Regions from separate parts of the Gossypium hirsutum genome. Here region 2 is linked to region 1. The links are chromatin contacts, called in public Hi-C maps. All regions are on one chromosome and are shown on one strand. Each heading gives the region's core, a stretch centred on a gene start, on an enhancer-like site or on the middle of the called end of the contact. The rest is flanking DNA. Distances are from core to core; before and after follow the strand shown. Region 1 holds the start of LOC107950515. Region 2 holds the start of LOC107950909 (transcription factor bHLH18).

What was found. A called contact is a pair of places that touch in the nucleus more often than the background predicts.
Region 2: a contact with region 1 is called in a Hi-C map of leaf, with 2.1 times the contacts expected there. The contact joins the promoter of LOC107950909 here to the promoter of LOC107950515 in region 1. A contact is called at or near these places in 5 of 34 Hi-C or Micro-C datasets (callus and leaf).

Annotation. Positions count from the first base shown.
Region 1 is chrD03:3,501,987-3,507,167 of Gossypium_hirsutum_v2.1, reverse strand. It overlaps LOC107950515, which reads right to left and starts at 2,867. Exons shown (of 2, transcript XM_016885374.2): 1 at 2,565-2,867; 2 at 1-1,991. The coding sequence starts at 1,968.
Region 2 is chrD03:3,674,232-3,679,412 of Gossypium_hirsutum_v2.1, reverse strand. It overlaps LOC107950909 (transcription factor bHLH18), which reads left to right and starts at 2,947. Exons shown (of 5, transcript XM_016885820.2): 1 at 2,947-3,072; 2 at 3,176-3,241; 3 at 3,699-4,289; 4 at 4,413-4,790; 5 at 4,895-5,115. The coding sequence starts at 3,206. The coding sequence ends at 4,969. LOC107950506 (probable sphingolipid transporter spinster homolog 2) reads left to right here. Exons shown (of 16, transcript XM_016885360.2): 15 at 144-222; 16 at 436-957. The coding sequence ends at 587.

The DNA of each region.
Region 1 (5,181 bases), core at 1,618-4,117:
GTAGCTCTGAGAAGCATTGTTTTCGTTCTGACTTGCATTTTCATTGTTGTTGGTGGTGTCGGTGAAGCTCTGAGATGCATTGTTCTCATCCTGACTTGCATTTTCATTGTTGTTACTGCTCTGAGCAGCATTGTTCTCGTTTTGACTTGCATTTTCGTTGTTGTTGTTGCTGTTGCTGTTGTCAGTGTTGCTCTGAGTCACATTGTTCTCGTTCTGACCTGCATTCTCATTGTTGTCGGTGTTACTTGGAGTGGCATTGTTCTCGTTCTGACCCGCATTCTCATTGTTCTCAGTGTTACTTGGAGCAGCATTGTGCTCGTTCTGATCCGCATTCTGATTGTTCTCGGTGTTGCTCTGAGTTGCATTGCTCTCGTTCTGACTTGCATTTTCATTGTTCTCGGTGTTGCTCTGAGCAGCATTGCTCTCATTCTGACCCGCATTTTCATTGTTCTCAGTGTTGCTCTGAGCAGCATTGTTCTCATTCTGACCCACATTTTCATTGTTGTCAGTGTTACTCTGAGTGGCATTCTTCTCGTCCTGACCCGCATTTTCATTGTTGCTGGTGTTGCTTTGTGCAGCATTTTCATTTGAACTTGAATCGTTGTTTTCCTTTTGAGTAACATCTTCATTTGCATTTACATTGTCATTGGTGTTGCTCTGATTGCCTGTGCTGCCACCATTCCCATTCGCATTCCCGTCATTGTTCGAATTGCTACTATCATTCTCATTCTGACCTGCACCAGCATTATCATTAGTGTTCAACGATGTTCCACTGTTCTGGTCAGCATTTGAATTTTCATTTGTGTGTGTCCCCTCTCCTCCAGAATTATTGTTTGATTCTTCACTCTGAACAGCATTTGAATTGCTGTCTGATCCGGCATTCGATTTTTCAGTCTGTCCATTTGATTCACCGGAATCCGAATTACTTGTAGAACCTCCATTAGCTCCATCCCCATTCTCAGTTGAAGTAGGGGTTGTATTTGAATCCGAGTGCTCGTCATTCCCACCTGAATCCGATTTCTCAGATAGCTGAACCATACCATTTACATTCTCGGTTGAACTGTGTGTTGTATCTGTCAGATTCTCATTCAATTCCGTAGCTGTATCGGGATGTGCATCTTCTTTAGACTCGGCTTCGTTACTCCCATTACTGCTTTCTTGATTGTTTTCAGCTGTTCCATTTTCTTGCACATTCGACTCTTCATGACCGACATTGGCCGCTTCACTGCTATTTGTTTCGTCCTCCCGGTCATTCTTATCTTTGTTTTCCAACTGCTCAGCGTCGTTGGAATTTTCTGAACCACTCGTCTCATTTTGGGTATCATGGACTACTTCACTTGAAGCATCATCCCCCTTGTAATGTTCTTCTCTCGCTTCTTCATTATTCCCATCAATTCCATCACGAACCTGATCATCCGAGCTACCTGCATTCTCTATCTCACCTTCACTCTTCTCCGTCTCATTGCTCTCTTCCCCAATCCCTTTATTTTCCTTTTCTCGACTATCCTCGATGTTCTCTTTCTCTTCATTATCGCCTTCACGAGTCTCCTCATTTCCTTTGTTTTCATTTTCCATAGTCTCTTCGTTATCGTCGTTCCTACGTTCTTCATGCTCGGTTCCCTCCTCGGGTTTCTCATTATCATGCTCATGCATCCCACTGACTTCCCCATTTCCTTCATCTTCGGTTACCTCAGGCTTATTATCTTCTTCTCCATTCTTACTTTCTTCCTCTTCTTCCTCCTTATGCCGTGCATCTGTAACAGTCATCCCTTCCGATCGAGGGAAGTCTTTTCGCCCCAACTTGACAACATCGCTCCCAGATTTCTCATAAATCGCTTTCTTCTCCCCGGAGTGCTTAACTTGGTAAAGCAGCCAAATGCAAATACCAACAAGAACACATATTTGTAGAGCATGCTTCACCTTCAATCCTTTCGATCTTTGGTTCCTACCAGGTGAAAGCCGGAACATGTCGGACTTCCTTTCGATTTAACCTGTCGGCAAAACATCAGAAAAACATCGAAATTCTTCAAAATCCGACATATTCATATAATTCAACTTAATAATACCACAACATTTCATCAACTAGAAGTTTGCAATAAAGCCGAAAATGAATCATATGAAAGAAATTAATGCAAAAAATCAAATCGACAGTGTTTATGCAATGAAAAATCCAGATCAACCCATGAACTAAATATTCAAGTAGTAGTTTATTATGAACAAAACTTAAAATCATTGATATTCAATTCAACTTTTCACTTCCCAGCATATTAATAATAACAACAATTACACTAATCCAGTCCAAAGAGAAAATTCCAAAAAAAAAAGAAGAAGTAAATATTAGACCTTAAGCTAACAAAAATACAAAGATCACTATTAATAAAGCACAAAAACAGAAAAGAAAAAAAACAGCAACTTTTTTTTTTGCAGTAATGGTAGTGGAAAAGGAATAAAATGCAGGATCGAAAAGTGGATTATAATCTGAAACAGATCAACAGCTTGCATTTTTAAAGCAAACCCATTTTTAATACTTGAAAATTAAATTCAGAAAGCATTGATACACTTACCCAGAATCCAAATGATCCCCCAAAAGGAAACTAAAACTAACGAAGGAGAGACTTTAACTTTTCTTGGGAAATCCCGAGAATGGTTAAGTTTCCAGGAAAATTTTAAAGAAGACAGAAAAAAACTTGACTTCGAGATTAGGAAACTTTGAGTGTCGGTGGCTGAATGAACTTGGATCTGGAAATGTGGAAACAGTGCCTTTTTATCAACACCACATATATGTTCATATGGAGTGCTTCTTAAAAAGTGTCTACATTTTTATTAAATGTCTATATAATTTGTTTACATTTAAAGTTTGTATTTTTTATATTAAAAATTATTAATTTAGTTGAATATATAAGTTAAAGATTAAAACTTTACTTTAGATCGATCGAGAATCCATCATGGGTAATTGTGTAAAAATTCTTTAGCTAAAAATGATTAATTAATCAAAAGTCCTTAAAGGATTGATTAGACTTTAAATTAGTCCTTCTGTTAACTTAATTGTCAATTTAGGTGCTAAATACTAGCTCACATTTGATGTGAATAATATTTAAAACAGGTGGACCCAATTGTAATATTAGCTTATATATTTTTAGGGGCTGAGATTAAGTTATATTTTTTTATAAGAGCTAAAATACAAATTTATTCTAATGTTAACTTATATCTTTATGGTTTTCAAAAGAACTAGATCAAAATATTAGCATTTTGGGACGAGGTAAAATATAACTTAAGATTTTGTAAATTTTAGGGGACTAAATCAATAAATTTTCATTTTAGAGGGGCTAGGGCTTTGCATGCCTCCCTCTCTGCACTCCTATATCAAAGTATATATTGTATGAATCAAAGCTTTTTATCTCAACCCCCCAAAAAAAAAATTTGTCAACTTAATCGCTAATTTAAACATTAAATGTTAGTTTAGATCTAATGTGAAGAATATTTAAGATACATGGATCCAATTGTAAATAAATCTCAAAATATTTATATTTTTTATACAATACCTAAAACTATTCATAATCCCATCCAACCCTTAAATAAGAGGATAAATACACTTTAGCATACTCGAACCCATGTCCTCCTACACTAACAATAATATCGATATCAACTGAACTAAGACTCAATCAACTCAAAGTACTAATATTATATCAACAAAATCCTTCAGTTTATTTAGACAATAAATGTCAATTGATTTAAAATACATGAATTCAAACTGTAAATATGTCTTTTTATAAATTGATCTATTATTTTAAATATAACATTTAAGCTAATTTCTAGGTTGACATAGACATAATTGATATGCTATTGTAGTTTAAGGATTCAATTAGAATATTTTAAAATGTGAGGACCAATTTAGAATTTATACTATAGTTAGATAACAAAAAATATATTAGACAAATTAAACTCATCATCTCTCTGCCAATCTCACTCTTTCTGTTTTTGCTCACACTCTTAAAAGCGCGTGAAAAGCACACAGATATTAAACTGTGTCGTTCTGTCTGAGTTGGCCGCATCAATCGCTGTCAATTTGGAAGAGAACTCAACATCGGGAGGTGGTAAGTATTATAAACTCATTATTTGAAACATCAAACAAAAATTATTCACTTTTTTCCCCCCAAATTAGGCCACATGTCAAATGTCAACACCCATATGTTAAAGTCGGTGATCGGTAATTTAATGTTTTTAAATTTTATTATCGTATCAAAATCTCTTTTTCTAACCATTATTATATATCAAAATGAAATATTCTAATTAAAATTTTTAAAATCGGACTAATAGCCGAATCGATCAAATCACTAATTTATCAGCTTGATAGATCCATCTGGTTCCATTAAATAAATAAAAAATCGTTTCAATTGTCCAATTCCTAAGTTAATCAGTTTAATAACTTTCTCTGTACCGATATCTTTGTCGATTTCAGTCTAATCTGTCCAATAAACTGATCCGGTCCAATTCAAATTTTTATGATTTTTAAAATTTTTATAAAATTTTAAATATTTTTAAAAAATATTTTATTATTTTATTATAATTTATTATTTTTATATATTTTTTTATAATTTTTAGAAGTTTATATAATTTTAATATTAATAATTTTATTTTTATAATTTTTATTCTAATTTTTAAATATTTTTATGAGAAAATATTAGATTAAACTAGAAGCTATTACGTGTTACCATCCGATTGGTCTATCAATTTATTTTAACGGTCAATGTGGTCAATGACAAAATCTTTGATGGAGGGGCTTAATTGATTATTTTAATTAATGGTAGGGGCTTAATTGAGTGTGAATTTAGTATAGGAGCTTAATAATTAATTTTTTTTTACATTTTAAGGGCTTTTTTAAACTTATAAACCTATTATTTAAAAGTGAGCAAATAAAAATAATGTCAATTATAACCAATGAGGCCTTAACATAGTTAGCAAACGTTAAGGTTCCAAACCTTGAAGGTCCAAGTTCAAGTCGTACAATTTATAATTGCAATATGTGGGTCCCATTTTCATTATGTGTCGGTTTTGTCTTGTTCTATTCGAAAGGTTTGACTCCACTCTATTACTTTTTTATCCATTAATATCCATGCATATTTGATCATCGTTCACATGTTGATTTTCATTTTTAATAGATGAGTCCTACATGGGTCTTAC
Region 2 (5,181 bases), core at 1,698-4,197, 170 kb before region 1:
GTAGATCACTTTCAACCGCTACCAAATAGATGCATTTATCTTGACTAACATAGCATGCCTTGAAGTTGTCCTATAAATTGTCGGGGGAACTAAAATATTTAAAAAATTTATAGCATCATTATGACCAGTGATGTTTCGAGCAGGATCATATTAACAATTGGAGGACAACTACACTTATGCTCACATCGATCTTCGTCCTTGCTGCCGGATTCTGGTTTATAGGTAAGTACTAATAAGTCTTTTCTGTTCCTGGTTTAAGAGTAACAATCCGTGTGCTTTAAATTTGGGCAGTAATCTCTTTCCATGTGAACTCAAGGCCAACATTTTCTTTCCTAGGATTGCCGGTTTAGGGTCGAACATTCTTTGATTCTTGAGCTGTACTAAATCGATACTCGGATTTTAATCAAGATTTTTGTTATTGTTGTTCTTTGACAGGTATTTTCCTACCAAGTGTCGACAAGTGTACTGATGAAAATGAAACTCAAGTCTCTCCGAACCCAATGGTCGATATGAAGACATTGCCTGATGGAAATGGAGATAAGGGTCCTGCTGAAGTCCAAGACTCTAATTTCAGACCTCCATGCTGAAGTCCACGGCTCGCAAACATAAACATAAACATAAACGAAATCAGAAGTGGGAACAAACACAAAAATATGGTGGCATTCTTATACGTCCCGGTCTACATCGACAAATGGTGAGTTTGCAACTAAGGAATACGTGAAGATATAAGTTTTCGAAGCCAGTCTCGGAGAAGGTAGATGAATAAGAAGCTGGCATCCTATTTAGAGGTATTTTGCTGTTAATTTTACACTTTTTTCCCCTTTCAGCTTTGAATTTAATCATTTGTAGATATATCAACTAATAGTTTTACATACTGTGGATAAATGCTATAGAATCATCAGTGCATGTGAAATTATTATTATTTTTTTCTAGTAAAATATTTTCATTCTTTCTCAATCTACCCCTACAATCTATGATTAATACCTAATCTAAAATTGATTTTTTAGTCTTTTTCCTTTTTGGGTCTTGTTTAAGGAAATTGGGAACCTTTTTCACAAAAAGCTCATGAACTTGCACATGATTAAACTTTTACACAAAATAGTCTTAAATAAAATTGTGATATGTGTTAAAACTATTTTTTTTTAAATTAACAAAATCTTATTATGTGATAATACCACATTAGTAATTTAGCATGAAATAATAAATAGATTAAAAATTAAAATCTTTTTTTACCTTAAAATTAAGGGTTTTCATGAATAAGAACAGATCTTATTTTGGTATAAGAAAAGGATAAGGGCTTATTTGAATAAAGTATAGTAATTTAAGGGTTTTTTAGTATATTAATTTTTTAAAATCAATGAATTGAATTGATCAAAATAGTGGATTGGCGAATTGGCAATTTAATTTAGGAACAGGCGCAAAAAGATCTTGGAGATCAGCAGGTGGGGCAATGTCCAATTTGTAACAAAGTGCAATTCGTAGACCAATAAATAAATTAAGTTGCTACTAATAAGTGTTCGGTGGCACATTGTATTCTCGAAAAAATAATTTAGATTTGAACCCTCGAGATAATATTATTAAAGAGTAGTTATAAATCTTGAAAAAAAATAATTTTCATGAACTATAAAAGAAATAAAAGAAATGAATTAATTTTATATTGTTCATCGTGTTTATAATTTAATTCATATATTTTAAATAAGTTCTACTTTATATTTAAACTCCCCTTTAATATAAAAATTAATGGTTAAGCTGACGAAATGATTCATTTAAAATAATTTAAAGATTGATGATTAATTTAGAAATTGATGTATTGGGTTTTCTTTAACACTTAATTAATATTAATTAATTTTTTCCTAAAAGATCTTATTTTGAGCTTCAATTCAAATATATTTCCCAAATTATATATGATTTGTTATTTCAGTTCGAGTATTTGATTCAATCATTGATACAAAGATTTTTGTATCGAAAGACGGATTACATTTTATTTTATTTACTTAAAAAACAAGTAAAGTTATTGTATGGTAAATTAAAGAGCAAACTGATCTTTTTGTTAAAAGTTTCATATATTTCTACAATTAAAAGCTGATTTTTATACGTCAGCATGAGTTATACATGGCGTGTTGTCTAGTTATTTTGTTAGCTATACTAGTTTTTATCACTAGATTTAGATGAAATTTAAAAAAAAAACTAGTTTACTCTTTAGTCTAAAGACGGATATTAAATTACTCATTTTTTTCTTAACACATGTGAGTCAATGAACGAAAAAGAAAAATAGCAATTATTGTGATGGGTGTTCACACCCTGGATTGGATCATCCACCCATTAATTTTAATAACTACAACGCAAGGTATGGATGATGAACAGCACTCAGCAGCATTAATGTTTGAGGTAGTCATTTTTCTTTTTCCGAGATTGATAGTTTGCTTAAGTGCGTCGAGCTACTTACCATTCGATCTCACGAGTGGTTAGTAGAGTAGCATCGAGTTTCTTACCATTTGATCCCACGAGCTACTGGTAGAGTAGTATTGAGTTTTTTACCATTCAATTCCACGAGCTGTTAATAGAGTAGTATCGAGTTCTTTTATCATTCGATCCCACGAACTGTTAGTAGAGTTAACTTACTTTCTCGGCTTATAATTATTAAATAAATAGTCATTTGATTTAAAATATTGATAAACAAAAAAAAATACATTTATAAATGTTTGACAGGGATAGTAATGACTAATTCAATAATTATTTAATTTATAAATATATATATTTTTTAATTTTTGCTTGCTCCTTATCGATTCGCAATCTCTTCTTGGATCAAGTTGAGATTATTTTATTAACCAGTCCCCACGTTTCATTTATTTTTCAATCTCTTCATTTTGCTTTTGAATTAAATAATGGTTTAATTTCAAGATAAGGACAAAAGTTTTCAAACGTGGCTTAGGGATCGAAGAATTTGATGGATCAACATATGCAAGTATAAGAAGGGAAGAGTGGTGAGGTCTGTTTTCCCAGTTTTCAGCCACAAAGAGAAAAATTCAGAATTTTGCTGCAATTTTATTTATTACTAGAAAAGTAATAAAGGTAAATAATCATATCATTAATCTCTTGATTTTCCAGCTTTTGTTTATTTATTTATTTACTCTTGTTTTAATTTCAATTATAATACTTTATTTCATTTTTTCAGGATAATCTTTGTTCATCAATTACTACAACTATGGACTCTTCATCAGCAAAATGGTTGTCTGAACTGGTAAGATTAACATAATATCATCATTTGGGGCTTAATTTGCAATAAAAAAATAAAGGGTCTAATTAAAATTTTTAAAATGTTTAGAGGAGCTTAATATATTTAAATTTTTTGAAATATTTAATGAAATGTTTCAAAGTATGATTTGGATTGTATGTTAGTCACAAATTTCAAAAGGTTTTAATTGAATTTTTAAAGGACAGTATCGTATAACTCAACTTTCAATTTGGGTATGATATGTTAAACATATTACTTTGACAATTTAGATATGATGTATTGAAAACTAGTCAGATTCAATCTGTTTAAAATTTGATACACGGATTTTAAAAATGTTTCATATAAAATAGAAGAAAAATTGATATACTTTGAAGACTTAATTTAAACATTTTGAAATTTTAGAGACCATTGTGTGAGTAATCCATTTTCATTTTATGATCTAATTTGGGGTTTTGATGACCAGGGAATGGATGAATACGACATCATCCACCAATGTCATGTGAACTCATTAGCCGAACTTACCGCCGGTGAAGATATAACGGCGACAGCATTTACCAGAGGGAACTTCAAGCAATCATCATTTTCCTCTGAGAGCTATTCTTCCTACCCAAATTTCACCACCACAAACAACTGCGTCTTCTCCATTAATGAAGCTTCCGACAGACCGATAAAACAGCTGAAAATCGGTACCAGTTGGAACTCCAGCACCATCACAAACATCGACCATGTCCCTGTCCCAAAAAAACCTTCTTCCCCGACCTCTCACATTCTTTCATTCGAGAAACCAGCAGCTTCATTGCCTGCAAATTCTAAGCAGCTTTACGGTATCGACAATATCGTTAAGCCTAAAGATGAAACTGTATGTTCAGGAAATAATATGAACTATTTTGGTCAATTTCAAAGCACAAATTATACGGCGAAAAACAGTAGGAGTTATTCAATGACGAGAAGCCCTTCACATGCTCAAGATCATATAATGGCCGAAAGAAAAAGAAGAGAAAAGCTCAATCAGCGTTTCATTGCTCTCTCAGCAATTGTTCCTGGCCTTAAGAAGGTAAAGTTTACATCTTTCTTCATAGTAATTTCTTTCGGGGTCTAATTTTGAGTTTAGTCCCTCTACTTTATGAAAATTAAGAAGTTAGTTCCATGACAAGATACGTTGCTGTTTTTGTTATAGATGGATAAAGCTTCAGTTCTTGGTGATGCAATTAAGTACGTGAAACAACTTCAAGAACGTTTAAAAGTGCTAGAAGAGCAAACCAAGAAAAGAACAGTGGAATCCGTAGTTTTCGTGAAGAAATGCCAGTTATTATCGGCCGACGACGAATCCTCTTCGTGCGAAGAAAACTCCGATGGCCAATCTTCGGATGCGGCATTGCCGGAAATCGAAGCTAAAGTCTCAGACAATGACGTCCTTATTCGAATCCATTGCGAGAAACACAAAGGTTTCATAGCCAAAATACTAAGCGAAATTGAGAAGCTTCGTCTCTCAATTGTTAATACCAATGCTTTGCCTTTTGGGAATTCAACACTTGACATTACCATAATTGCTGAGGTAATTAACAACTTTTAAAAAAAAAAATGGGTGACTTTTATTTCATTGGAATTGAATTCAACTTGAAAATTTAATGAAAACCCTTTTCTTTTCTTTTTTTCCAGAAAGATGCTGAATTCAATATGACAGTGAAGGATCTTGTTAAGGATTTGAGAATGGCTTTATTGAAGTTCATGTGAAATAGTTCTTGAAGTTTTACGTGTTGTTATGTAAATTCTTCCTTTTTTGTGAAGGCTTAAGAAATTTATTAATTTATTGGGTTTTGAGAGATTTGAAGCGTTTTTATCAAAGGACTAATTATCCCTCAATCCCTCTACTCTTTTTGACTTTTGAATTTAGTCATTCTACTTTTAATTTCAGGGACTTGGTCATTCTACTTTTTTGATTTAAA